3 separate regions of the Sus scrofa genome follow, and regions 1 and 3 are each linked to region 2. A link is a contact called in public Hi-C and HiChIP or PLAC-seq data. All regions are on one chromosome and are shown on one strand. Each heading gives the region's core, a stretch centred on a gene start, on an enhancer-like site or on the middle of the called end of the contact. The rest is flanking DNA. Distances are from core to core; before and after follow the strand shown.

Evidence for each region. Hi-C and Micro-C count contacts between places; a contact is called where the count stands out from the background. HiChIP or PLAC-seq counts read pairs in DNA pulled down with a chosen protein or histone mark.
Region 1: a contact with region 2 is called in an H3K27ac HiChIP or PLAC-seq map of alveolar macrophages. The contact joins two enhancer-like sites. A contact is called at or near these places in 7 of 47 Hi-C or Micro-C datasets (embryonic fibroblasts, fetal liver, fibroblasts and 2 more) and 1 of 2 datasets of contacts at active chromatin or transcription factors (alveolar macrophages).
Region 3: a contact with region 2 is called in a Hi-C map of liver, with 2.8 times the contacts expected there. The contact joins two enhancer-like sites. A contact is called at or near these places in 1 of 5 promoter capture datasets (liver), 19 of 47 Hi-C or Micro-C datasets (adipocytes, alveolar macrophages, embryonic fibroblasts and 11 more) and 2 of 2 datasets of contacts at active chromatin or transcription factors (alveolar macrophages and skeletal muscle).

What each region holds. Positions count from the first base shown.
Region 1 is chr6:16,029,621-16,033,772 of Sscrofa11.1, reverse strand. No RefSeq gene overlaps it. Among named protein-coding and RNA genes, the nearest start is that of ZFHX3, 90 kb to the right of the region's middle. Within about 2 kb of position 1,607, at least 25 of the 83 cell types and tissues checked have an H3K27ac peak or open chromatin away from gene starts, as enhancers often do. A contact at or near this core is called in alveolar macrophages and liver, where this site is marked.
Region 2 is chr6:15,960,924-15,965,527 of Sscrofa11.1, reverse strand. No RefSeq gene overlaps it. Among named protein-coding and RNA genes, the nearest start is that of ZFHX3, 22 kb to the right of the region's middle. Within about 2 kb of position 1,452, at least 47 of the 83 cell types and tissues checked have an H3K27ac peak or open chromatin away from gene starts, as enhancers often do. A contact at or near this core is called in alveolar macrophages, fetal liver, liver and 4 more, where this site is marked.
Region 3 is chr6:16,049,023-16,053,218 of Sscrofa11.1, reverse strand. No RefSeq gene overlaps it. Among named protein-coding and RNA genes, the nearest start is that of ZFHX3, 110 kb to the right of the region's middle. Within about 2 kb of position 2,243, at least 33 of the 83 cell types and tissues checked have an H3K27ac peak or open chromatin away from gene starts, as enhancers often do. A contact at or near this core is called in fetal liver, liver, omental adipose tissue and 3 more, where this site is marked.

The sequences.
Region 1 (4,152 bases), core at 358-2,857, 68 kb before region 2:
AAGGTGGGGAGTGGGGTGAAAACTTTATTTCCACTCAGCTTCCTCTTTGGAAACCAGAGTCACTATGTCCAGGAGGTGCTCCCAGTTTCATGTTGGAAGAACGTCCTTTCTGTTGACCCCTTCGAGCCCTTGAGATTATTTACCCTTAAATGCGTGCTGTTTTGCCTTCAGAGCAAGGAGAACTGTCTTTAAGAGTATAAGTGCCAACTGAAAAAAAAATCCTTTATCTTTATGTTGGAATTCTATTCATCTTTCATTTCCACAAGCTTACCTTTTAGTTTGTTTTTTTTTTAAATGCCCTTCCCTACACACACGTCCCCCATTCTTCACCTATCTTTAGTATGACAAGGTTTTCTGAAGGTTGAGGATTTTGTATCTGACTTACAGCTTTTTCCCTGAAACAAGTTTCTATTTACCAAAATCTCACATTACCATGGTAACTATCGAGAGGCCCCGAAAATGTATTTGTTTTTTCTGTACTCAACCTACGCAGAGTCACCGCAAATGGCCACAGAAATTACATTAAGAATTACTTCCAAGGCCGAGAAAGAGCCACCCACCCTCTCTGTCATTCATTTCTTTCCATTTTAGTGTGTCGTGGGGGGAGACTGAATGGCCAACCCAGGAGGAGAATAAAACCATCAGTACAGACTCTTCTTGTTACTTCACAGACAGGGAGAGACTGTCCAGTGGCTGTGTGTGCCCGGTCAGTGGTGCGGGAGAGAGAAGAGGAAGTGGTGAAAAACGGAACAGGAAACAGATGGGAGATGAGATCTCTCAAAACTCCCAAAATTCTGAAGAAAAAAAAAAACTCAGACCAGCCTAGTTGCTTGAAGATTAGGACAGAAGTGAGGTCTGAGCATTGTAGCAAAGAGAGCCCAGCTGAAGCTGGCCAGGCAAGGAGTCGTGTCACATGGCCACCAATTCCAACTGACCCCAGCACAGTGGGAGCAAAGGGAAGTGAGAAAGCTGGACCATTTCTGAGTTAATTTGGGCCAGGAGGTGGGGAGCGGGCTGAACCTCTTGCAAGGATTTTCTCAACTCTAGCTCCACACTGAAGGCTGAAATCTCGGCAGTCATGTGATTTGGGCTGAAGAATGTGTCTTTCTCCACTAAGAATTGAGAGGTATTTACTAGGAAGGAAGCCTGTAGTGGTGGCTACGGGAAAGGGACTCAGACTTTACATCTGCAGCCTTTAGGGCTCCTGTGAGGAAAAGGAGGGTGCGGAGTCTGGAGTAAATGGGTCAAGGTCGTATTCAGTGACCTCCCCTCCCCAAAGCAGAAACATCAAAGAAACCAAACAATTTTATTAAAAATGCATCCCAAAGTGCCAGGTCAGAGCTCTGGAAGAACGGTGGTGCTGATTATCTTCCTAGGTCGAACCAACATCCAGACGCTGTCCTTGTCTTCGCTGGTTTGGCAACTGGGGTGGAGGGGCAGGGGGAGGGATCACTCCCTAACCACCAAAAGTTGAACCTGCTTCCTGGAGAGATGCTAAAATCTGACAGTCCAGCAGACCTCCTCCTAACAAAGCCTGATGACAACGCCATCCAAACATCCCAGACACCCCTCCCCCTTCCAGGCAACTGCATTTCCCTTGTGACCTTGCTCAGCCTGTGGTCAGGAAAGAGCCTTTGAACACATCTCCAGAGCTGCAGCGATTAGAAGGTCTTTGATTACTCAGCTCAGCTGGTCCTCCCTTCTCTCCATTTCCCCCTGTCCCCTCCCTCAGCCCCCTTCACCTCACCCAGTGCCCAGACAGGTTTTTTTTTCTAACACAACCAATTTTTTTTCCTCTCTTTTCATTTTCCTATAGCATCCTAAACCTCAAGATGTGGTTAACACTAATCCTGATTTATTTAGGGTTTATCTGCATTATTAATTCCAATCATGGAAGAAAAAAAAGTGTTCCCGGCCCTCATTTGTATACAAAGTTTGGGTGTTTATAAAAAGATCAGCAATCCCTGGGAAACATATTTTCTTTAGATATCTTTTAAATCCAAACAACTTTCTTTTCTAGACAGAAAATATTCCTGGAGGTGGTCCCCCCTCCTTCACAATTTCATTTATTATTATTTTTCCCTCAGTCGAGATCCTTTGAAGCTGCTTCCTGCATTAATCTGGACTTAATATGGATTTAAACATTTACAATGGAAAATAATTTGGGTTAAAAAAATAATCTCCCTTGATAAAGCTAGAAAACCTCCACAACTGTCAGCATCTCTGACAGCCAGGAATGGAATGAGATTCTTGAAAATGCATATGGAAGAAAGGGAAAAGCAAGACTAACAGGGTATGTGTTATATTTTATATCTGTCAGCTGTTATGACTGACTGGAGTTGAGTGATATCCAGGGTCTTGACTTGTTGTTTGAATGAATTCATCATCACTTGGAACATGTGAACAGTTATTGGTGCCCAGGATATACTAAAAATATCTCCCAGTGGAGTGAGAGAAGGCTGTCTCTCAGAGGTAGCAGCCTGCATCCATCACTCGGAAAAAGGCTACTCACTAAGAAACAGTTCTAACCCCTTCCTTACAACTTCTGTGTTCTTCAGCCTATTAACTGGCGTAACACTGGATATTGAAAGTTCACATTTCTTTGGGTCGTGCCCCCAGCAAGGCCAGTGCTACCCCGGGAATTCTTCCTGGATTTGACTCAAGGAGAACATGGAGATCAGAATATTTTCATGGGAATTTAAAGGAATTCACCTTAGTCCTCCAAGGCTACTTTGTCAGACCTCAACGCTGAAGGCTTGTTTTGATTTCTGGGGGATGTACAAAATGCAACTAAGCTGAATCCAAGAAGCACCCTTTCTCCAGGGATGGAAAGTAACATGGCACAGATACCATCACTTTCCATTCCTGTGGCAGACATCACTAATCAATCACAGCATCCTTTCCCACCGAGCCAGGAGGCAGCCTCTGTATCCTTCTCAACACAAACACCCACAGTGGATCCAATTTGGAACACTTATTGAAAGCCATTCACCATTCCTGTGGGCCTTTAGATGGCTGACTGATCTGGCTTTTAGCATCCCCCTTCAACCTACCTTGTTCATTGTTTCTGGCTCCTATTTCTGCTCTTGATTATGTGGGGACATAGCTCAGGGAACAATTCCAGAAAGAGGGCATGGTCCCTTTGACTGCCATAACTTCCAAAATAACCAGTCCTAACCAGATAAATTGGAAACCGTTGCTCAGAAAAAGCCACCCCATTCCTGTTTCTGAGCCCCAGAAAGTCTGTCTCCTGCAGACTTTCTTCCAGCATCCCTCAGTCACGTGGGCCAGGATGCAGGGTGGCTGGGATAAACTTCTAGAACTCACTTGAGCACTCAGAACCAGTTATACCACACTCAGAGCCTTCACTCGGTTCCTCAAGGCCTTCTCTCAATGTGCCTTTGATCATTTCCCCCATGTTCATTCTTCCTAAGGCCCCTGTTAGGCAGCCACTTGCCATGGTCCACATGCGACCTTGCTTTCCCATCCAGAAAGCTTTCCAGCCCTCACACACGCTCTATGCTCCTCTAAGATGTCTCCTCAGTTAACCGACTCTATAGCTTCCACCACTTTTGGTCTGTGCCATACAGTTCAGTTGAATAATGTTTCCTTCTTTCCAAAGTAATATAAACTCAATCTAGACATTTTAGAAAATGTAGATATACCAAAAAGTAGAAAATCAAATTGACTTCTAAATCCCATGAGGATGTTCATATTGATGTATATATATGCTTCTCTTTTTAAGAAATAGTTTTTAATTATAAAAAATTCATATAAAGTGGGTGAATGTTATGGTTTCTTATGTATAAATTATACCTTAATAAGCTGATCATACATCTAAACGTTATACATAGAAAAGAGTATATATAGTGTGTCTCTGAACTTATACATGCATTTTAAACAAAAATATGAGTTTCGTATTCTATGTACACTCTTGGAAAGTCTATAAACTTTGTTGTCTGTAGTCTTTTAGATCCTAAAACATATAATTGAATAATCTTAGGGGTTACACCTACATTTGCAGTATTGCAAAGATAGCTCAATATGTTCACTCATTCTTTTTTATATTTCTGAACAGCTTTATTGAGATATAATTTCCCTACCTAACGATTCACTGAGAGTGTACAATTTAATGGTTCTGGGTATCTCTTC
Region 2 (4,604 bases), core at 203-2,702:
ATAGGAATACATGTGCACATTGAAGACAAGGACTGTTTTGGTGTTGAAAGTCCCTTCTCTAAATTTTACTAGGGTCCTCTCCCACAGGATGTTGTATTTCTGATTGTCCATATAATCCAGTGGTAAAAATGCCCATGAACGCACATCCCCCTGGTAGAGCTCCATCTTTATGCGTGTTGGGGATTATGAGTTCACGTCTGAAAGAATGATTCCTGAATGGCCTCACCTCTGCATGACCTCCCCATTCCCCCTTCTGCTGCACTGGCTCATCCCAACCCACAAGGTGTACGAACCCAGCAGAGAACAGCCTGGGGTGAGAGGTGGGAGCAGAAGGGCAGATGAGCATGTGTGTTCTGACCCTTGGCCGGGCCAGCCATTCCATGATTCTGCCCTGGTTGTTTCACCCTCTGGCCTCACTCCCTTGTGCTCTTCTTTTGAAGCAGTTTCCAGGGGGCACCCTACGGCCACCTTTCTGTAAGGGTAAATAAACTGTTGGAGGCCCCCGTGTCTTTATTAAACAGTTCCTCTAAATGGTGTGCTCCAGCTCTGTGCCCACGTGCACCAAGCAAGCTTTCTGGGAGCAACCCCAGAGCCCTGACACAGGTTCCTTGAGTAAACAACCCTTTGAACAGGGTGGGAGGCACCTGCCTGGATGCCTTCCTCCCTGCCTCCTGTGTCTTTCCAGTTCCCAGGGTCCCAGGTTGGAAGGATGCTGAGCTGCCTCCTACGCCCCCTGGGCAAAATGAGGAGCCGAGGGACACATGCTCCCCACCCCCCACCCTGCACAAGGCCAAGGGCCGCCAGGATATGGGTCTGGCTGCGGGGAGGGAAGGGGGTCTGTGGAAATGCCAGAGGGAACCTGGAAGAGGGAAGGTGGAAAAGAAAAAAAGAAGGCCTGTTTGACCAACCCCCCAACACCTACATCTCCAAGCCCACTGGAGCAGGAAATTGAGGGGCTGGACGCGCAGCCTTGCTCTGCCCTTCCCCCACCCTGGATCTGGAAGGTTTTCTAAGCCTTCCAGACTTTTTTTTTTTTTTTTAAAGAAATCTCCAACCTATAGAGAAAGAGGAAGTGTATTTTTAAAACAGAGTGAAGACTCAATGGCCACAGATCTGAAAGAATAAAAGAGGAAGAAAGGCTTATTGAAGGAAAGGAAAAGGGCATGGAGGAGTGTGTGTGTGTGTGTGTGCGCGTGTGTGCGCGCGCGCGCACGTGTGTGTGTGTGTCCGTCCAGGACGGTCTAGGAGAGAGCCTGCAAGGAAAGAGAAAACAAAGGAAAGTGTGCCAGGAGAAAGACAGAGAAATAAGTGGGAGAAGGCGCGAGTGGTGGGGGAGGAGGCCGGTGGCGAGAGAGGGATGGATGCCGGAATGCGGCGGCGGCGCGGCGCTGGGAGGGACGGAGGGACGAGGGGGGGAGGCCGCACATGTGAGAGAGACAATGATGTCAGCATTTCCTTCTGGATTGGTCACGTGGTCCCTGCCAGGTAAACAGACTGGAAATAGACTCCATAAAGGCCGAGCCTGCTGGGGGGGGGGGGGGGAGGGCGGGAGGCGCTGCCGTTTCACCCTTTCCTCTCTGCGGCGTCCGAAACAGAGGGTTGTTTTTTTTGTTTTGTTTTTTTTTTTTGCACGTTTGTGACAAGGTGGTCTCCGAGTGGAACTACATTTTTACGAGCCCCAAGAATATGACTCAGGGAGGGAAAGCTACTTGCTTTTAAAATTAGCTCAAGGAGTTCAGAGACATTTTGATTTTTTAAAAAAGCATGGAGGTTGGGATGAATGGAAATTCAAGCTCAGATGCTGTGGGGCGGGGGAGCTCGGGGTGATGCTGATCCTCGTCTGTCTCCTTTGGAAGAGGGTCAGATAGGTCTAGATTAAGGGTGGATTGGAAGGCTGCAGTTTAGAACGGAAGGATCAGATGCTGTGATTATCAAGATTAGGAAAAAGAAAATGCTAACAGACTCAAGGTGACTATTTTAAGGGCGTTTGATACAGCTCGGTATGTGACTGTGGTGCCACAGGAGGAATTGAGACCCCATGGAAGAGATTAGGTGGAAAAAAAAAAAAGAAAAAGCAAGTTACTGTGACTTCAAATAGAGTTTTTTGTTTTTTAGGTTTTTTTTTTTTTTTTTCCAAAATGATGTAAAACAGCTCCCAAGCAAAACAGGGCAGGGCATCTTAGATGTCTGGAAACTTTATCTGAAAAGCAGAGTGGATGGGACAGGTAAATTTTCCACCTGGAAAGCTCTAGAATCCAACATGGCAGGGGTGAGGAGAGGTGTATGGCTCTTTTTTTCAAATTCCTGGATGAATTCCCCAAGAGGTTGCGGGTTCGATCCTGGCCTTGCTCAGGGGGTGCAGGATCCGGCGTTGCCATGAGCTGTGGTGTAGGTCGCAGACGTGGCTCGGATCTGGTGTGGCTGTGGCTGTGGCCTAGGCTGGTGGGCTACAGCTCCAATTAGACCGCTAGCCTGGGAACCTCCATACGCCTCGGGTGCAGCCCCAGAAAAGACAAAAAAACAAATTCCTGGAAACAGGACCTTTGCATCTCTGATGGAATAGCTTAGTGAGGTCATTCTTTGAATAATTTTGAATTGAAAGGAACTACCTTATTTTGGTCATAATTTTCTCTGTCCTCGTGGGAATTTGGCCAAAGCCTGTGGGAAGGAGAGTGACCAGCTCTCCTCAATCAGTTTTCTAGGATGGAGGGCATTCCTGGGGTCAGTTTTAAATATAGGACCATCTTGGGCAAAGTGGGACCAGTTGGTCACAGTATCGGGAGGCCTAGTCTAGTGGGAATAGAAATAAGAAGATAACTTGTCCCCACCGTGGCCCACCAACAAACAAAACAAAGTCCTCTCACTCTTTTTCTCCTCCTTTCTCCTTGCTCTCATTTCATTCCTTTCCCTCAGCCTTCCCTGATGCTTGCAGAGCAGGGAGCACTGCAAGGGGAACTGGAGTGTCTGTGACGGTGTCCCCGAACTTGGGAGTCGGCAGAATATAGCTAAGGTGAACAGATGGCTTTAGTTGCACCTGGAAAAAGAGAGAGAAAAATGTGCATCCTTGCTGCTTCTCCCTCATCTGTGCCTGCCTTCAACATCCCCCTTTCCTTGGGGGGAGGGGAGGTCCCCTCCGTGTCACAAGTGTACTTTCAGCTCTTGGGTTGAAAGATAGATATTTGATACCCCTCTCCGTTAACAAAATACGTCACTCGGACAAGACTCCCAGCCCAGGGTTATTTTTGCAGCATTATGTAACTGGATTGCCTGCTCAGGAGTACTTCCTTAACAAGGCTTTCAGCAGCCCCTCGGCAGGGGCCTGGCCGGCCCTGCCCAGTTGCACACACTCACACTTGTGCAGTTTCAGCCCAGGTCAACCCGGCTAAACATAGCTAGGAGACATCAGCTTTCACCAGCTCTGCCTACCACGTCCCCTGGCTGCAGAGCCCCTAGAAGCAGTGTTTCAGTGGCTGGTAGCCAGAGGTTGGGGAAGACCCTCCCAGGGCAAATCTCATATCCACAGAGCAGGTGTTCTTGTTCTGAGGGAGCTGCAGGCCTGCAGCTATACAGACCCTCCCCGATTTCACCCCACCCAACCCAGAGCTTCCTGCCCCACCAAGGCCTGCAAAACTGAGCTCCTGGGCCAGCCTTAGAGTGACCAGGGGACCCTCCAGAGGCCTGCCATTTGGCTGTCGCTGCCCTCTCTTCTTCCCAGTTTTCTGGATTTCCTCATATTTGTTCATGAGTAATTGGTCATCTGATCATCCCTTCCTGTTAGCCTGCTGACTCACAGAAGTTAGAAATTTGTCTGCGCTTCAGACACAGTAAGAAAATTTACAAAGAGAAACAAAAAAGGCCGGGTATGAACTTTCCCTCTTAGGACCAAGGCAGGCCTGCAGATTCGGGGGAACCCTGGGCAACTGTTTTGGGGGTACTAATATGTTGCCATCCCCCTGGGGGCTTGGTCATGCTGTTGTGTTTCACGGTCCTTTCTGTCTGGCCTGTTGACAGCATCCTCCATGACCTTCCGTAGCCTGACTCCTAGCTTTGAATCCAGCCTGGAACCCATGTCCCAACCAGAGGACCCATCCCAGAGTATTTTTCTTGCCCTCTGCTCAGCCCCTGGCACTGCACATCTCTCTTACATTTTCCCCCGGGGCCCCTGGTTCTCTACCTTAACAAGAGGCAGCTGGTGTAATTGAAATAGCTTTAAAGCCAGATGGGAGCTGGATTCACATCCAGTTGGAGCCCTGAATAGCTTTGCAATCTTAATCTCTGAGTCTGATGTTTCTCATCCATAAAATGGGACTATTAATACCCATTTCCCAGGGCCACTGGGAGATGTGAATACAATGACCTATAACGTGCCTTCCAGGCGACCCACACTTCATCCCCTTTACCCTGCGTGGGATGCCCTTTTTAAGGCTGCAGAGTGGAGTCTCCTCATCCTTTGTTGGGAGGGAGGGTGAAGAGGGAGAGGAAAGAAGTGCTCTCAGGCTCAGGCTCCCAGCACAGAGCCTCTGGAAGACAGACCCCTGTGGCTGATCCGTTTGGGAACTCTTCCCAGCCTGCAAATCTGTCCCCTACCCTCACCCCCTTTACAA
Region 3 (4,196 bases), core at 994-3,493, 87 kb before region 2:
CAGCAAAAGGATGAGACAATGAATAAATAAAGTCAGGAACTGGAGAGAAGTGTGTGGCCCAGGAGACAAGCTGGGATGGGCGTGGCCCTGGTATTCTAAGAGGAAAGGCCAGGAATTTGAATGACTCCAACATTGATTCAGCAAGTGGTTGTTGTGCTAGATCAGGGTGTCCAGACCTAACCCCGCCTGCAGGTGAATGAATACTGTGTACATACAAGTGGGGAAAAGGGGTATGAGGGAAACAAATCGGCTATTACAGGAGAAAAATAATGGGGTTGAGGGTTCAAGGGATGGGAACCTATTTGAATCAACTGATTAGAGAAAGTCTCTAAGGAGTTAACATTTAAACTCACACTTGAAGCCCAAGAAAGAAGCAACTGACAAAGAGAAAAACATCAACGATGAGATGGGAAGCAGGAAAGTCCTCGGCAAACTCAAAGGGGTAAACAGAACAGAACGGTCCTGCCGTTTACTGAGCCTGTCGTGGTCAGACCCCGTTTTAGGGGCTTGCTGTGTTTCAAGCATTTACTCCTCCCAACCCTTTGAGGAGGCGCTGTGGTTATTCCTGCTTGACTGGTGAGGCCAAGAAAGCTCGTGTGTCTGGAACATAAAAGACCAAAGAGAGATGGCTCGGTGTCAAGTTGGAGACGTAGGCAGCGACCAGGAGGGCTCTCGGGAGGGTAGGGGGATTTGTTGAAGTGGGGTTTTCCGACGGTCCCTCTGGCCACTCATTGCTGAGTGGACTGAAACAGGGCGAAGGGGAGGTGGGCAGAACCATCGAGAAGGCCTCTCGGGTTCCAGGCAAGAGCAGGCGTGGCAGAGCCAGAAGGGAGGTAACGAGATGGTGGGATATGATGGAGTCGAGGCAGGTTTTTGACTGTGTTGCGATTTGACAGGCAGCCAAACAGTAAGGACACAGAAAGAGAACACATGGATGCAAACCTCATTCCGGCTGCCCTCTGCCACAACAGAGAGGGAAGGGGACAGAGCCGAGAAACAGACTCTTGCAACGTGGAAGATTTTCAGGCCCCAGGATCCTGCCTCACTGTCCATGGAAGACTTAAATACCCACGGCCTACATGCTGTGGTTTGGCTGTTCTCTTTCCTCTCTTGTTTTTTTGTCAAATGGACACACACACACACACACACACACACACACACACACACACACACTCTTACACGCACCCCTCCTGATCCACTGAGCGCTTAGGAACAGTTAACAAGGGAGGCTTGTCTCCAGGCCCAGGAGAGAGACCTGCTACCCAGAAAAAGAGGGAAAAAAAAAAAAAACTGAAGAGGAAAACGTGAAGACAGTTCACCTGGGGAAAGAGGCCCAGCTAACCTCAAGCCAATCATTAGCTCTGCCCAAGGCTCTCAGGACACTGACACACTCGGGAATTTTAGGAGCCCGGAAACTCCAAGCAAAGTTTATTTTCAGAACAAGGCCTGAAGAAGGAAGCAGAGGATAAACAGGGACCAAATGTTTTAATTATTTGAAATGGTTTCCACCCCAAACACCATTCCCCAAATCTGAAAAAGAGCTGCCCAGAGGCTTTCTGGGAAGGCCTTTCCCCCGTAGCTCTCCGCCACCCAGGCTTGTACCAGCCCCACGCAGCCCCCGGCAGGACGGTTCCTTAACGGGAATGGCTGGGTGCACCCCCGGCTCTTTTCTGACTGTAGCCAAACCTGGGTGTCGGAGCCTGGGGAGGTTCCCGGGAGGCCGCCTGGAAGCATCTCCGGCTGCAGAACAGTAGCCATAGTGGGTCCTCCGGGGACCGCCTCTGAGCTTCCCTCAATGCAGTTCGTCATCTGGGTTTTATAGGGAACAGGGGTCTTGACCCTGGGATGGAAGAGAGCACAGCCTTGTTAGCAAACTGTCCGGGGAACACTTTAACGAAAACTCATGTGGTGGAGGAGAGGGCAGCCGGCAAGGACCAAAGGAATACGGGCCTGTCCCCCAGCACCGGGCCCCAGCAGAGTCCCTGGGCCTGGCCTTCAGACCCGCAAATCAAGCCCGGAAAGCTCAGGGAGCACAAGACAAGAGGACAGACGTGTTGGGGAAAAAAAATAACTGCTAATATGATAAAACACCAGTGGATACAGCAGCCCGCGGCCCGTCAAGGAGCTCGGGAAACGCAGCTCGGAAAAAGTACAAAAGTCCTTCAGTGTGAGGTAATGAGGCGCGTCTAATTATATTTCAGAACGAAACAGCAAGAAAGGCTTGCAAAACCTTCCCCTCTGCCTTCCCTCACCAAACCGAGTCCAAATCCCAACCCAAGAGACACTGTAACTTCAGAGAAAGTGAGGCATTTCCGAGAGCATCCCGGGAAGCAAGGTTGCGAGTTTTCCCAGAACTGGGAAAAACTATCTCGCACAAACCTTTCCCCGCCCATCCCCTCTTCCCCTCCCCACCCCCCCCCAAAAAAAAAACTCCCATCAGGAAACAGGCAGGGGGAGGAAGAAAGAAAAAAAAAAAAAAAAAAACCAAACCAAACCAAACCAAACACAGGCAGCCCCACCATGAGAAATCAAGGCAGTCGCAATGACATTTGACACGGCCAGGCCACAGCTGAAGAACAAGGGGAAAAGTTTTAGGGTGACTGTCACTGACCCATAGTCTCTCACTCCTAACCTTGCTCTCCAACATATGTTTCTCATTTCCTTGCTTATAGCTGGTCCAAGCTAATGATATGTGTTTTGGCCGGCATCCCGTGCTTGGCATACAGCCGGGCTTGTTCTCATTGTCCGGGCTACTTACAGAAACCTCTTTCTCTGTCTCTTTCTCTCTCTCTCAAAAAAAGCGGCTTGAAAGAACAGTAAATATGCAAAACAGCCCCCGCGCTCTCAAAAGCTCCCATCTTGGTCACGGCCCCCGCGCTACCCTCACACACCCCATCAATAAAGGCCTAAAGAGACGGTCCACGGGTGAGGGGTATGTTCAACACAAAAGCAGTGGAAATTCAAACAAATTGGTCCATTAGAGTCTCACACGGCTATAAATACAGCTCCGCTCGGGCTATTTTGAGGGACGGTGGCATGGGAAAGTTCGGCCTGGAATCTCGCGTTTGTCAGAGGAGACGGATCTCGCTCCCAAGACATGGGAAGAAGAGGCAGCGCTCCCGGCAGGCCGAGGGAGGAGGGCATGGCTTCTGGTCAGTTCCAGGGCAGGGCTAAAAGTGGACGAGGAGGCTCGGCCAGGCCTCGCCCCTCGTCTCCAGGGCCGCTGGCCTTGCCGTTGGAGGCGTGGGCTCTGGTGTCACTCAGACCGTCCATAACCTCGAAAAAAAGCTGACCACGCCCTTTGGCTCCCCAGAGGTCAATGGACCACTGCACTCTTCCTGGTGCACTGGGCAGGCTGGTGGAGGAGGGGTGGGAACCAGAGGGGCCAAGCTGCGTCTAGGCAGGCCCCAGGCTGCAGCCAGCATCTCTGGTGGACCCAGCAGGGACTCCCGAGGAGCCCCTTTCTACAGAGCAGCCCCCAAGTATGGAGCCCCGTGTGCATATATGTTGTAAAACTCCACTGGAACCCAGGCCGGCGTGGTAGCAAAATAAGTCGGCGACGGTGCCTGCGCAAATGTCGAGAACAGCTTCGTCTTTCTCTTCAGGGTGTGTCAGCAGAAGGCAGTTAACTGCTCCGGGTTGGGAATGAGTAAACACGGCAGGCACCTCTGCTTAAGCCTTGAACCTGCCCACTTTGGGGAGGACACAGATCACCCTTGCAACATCCGGCTGGGTCTGTTTGGCCTAAGTCAGGGGACCCCGTATCGATTTCTGTTCAGAAAGCACACCCAGGACTTATTCCAAAACCCAGTTGGATTTACTCATTCAGTTACTGTTTGAACACCTACTGTATACCACGCACTTTCCCAGGCCTGGGGTGACGCAGACGCCGCCCTGACTGCCGGGATTTTCAGCCCTGTGGATGCATTTAATTTGTTCATGATCCTGGAGTTTTCTTGACTGCACCTCCCATTTTGCCCGGAATGGCCCCAGCGATATCTGCTGTCCCGGTATAATTATTAATAGCGCTTCTTTGTGCTCTCCAAAGCGTCCCAGTTCGGAGGATAAATTATACAGTGACTCTCGCTAGAGTCCCTCTTTCAAAAAGACTTTTTTGGGTCTGAAATCCAATACACAGAGAGAAAAGTGCAAAAATATAGCATACTGTATGTTAGAGGCTCTTTGGAGCTTGCAGA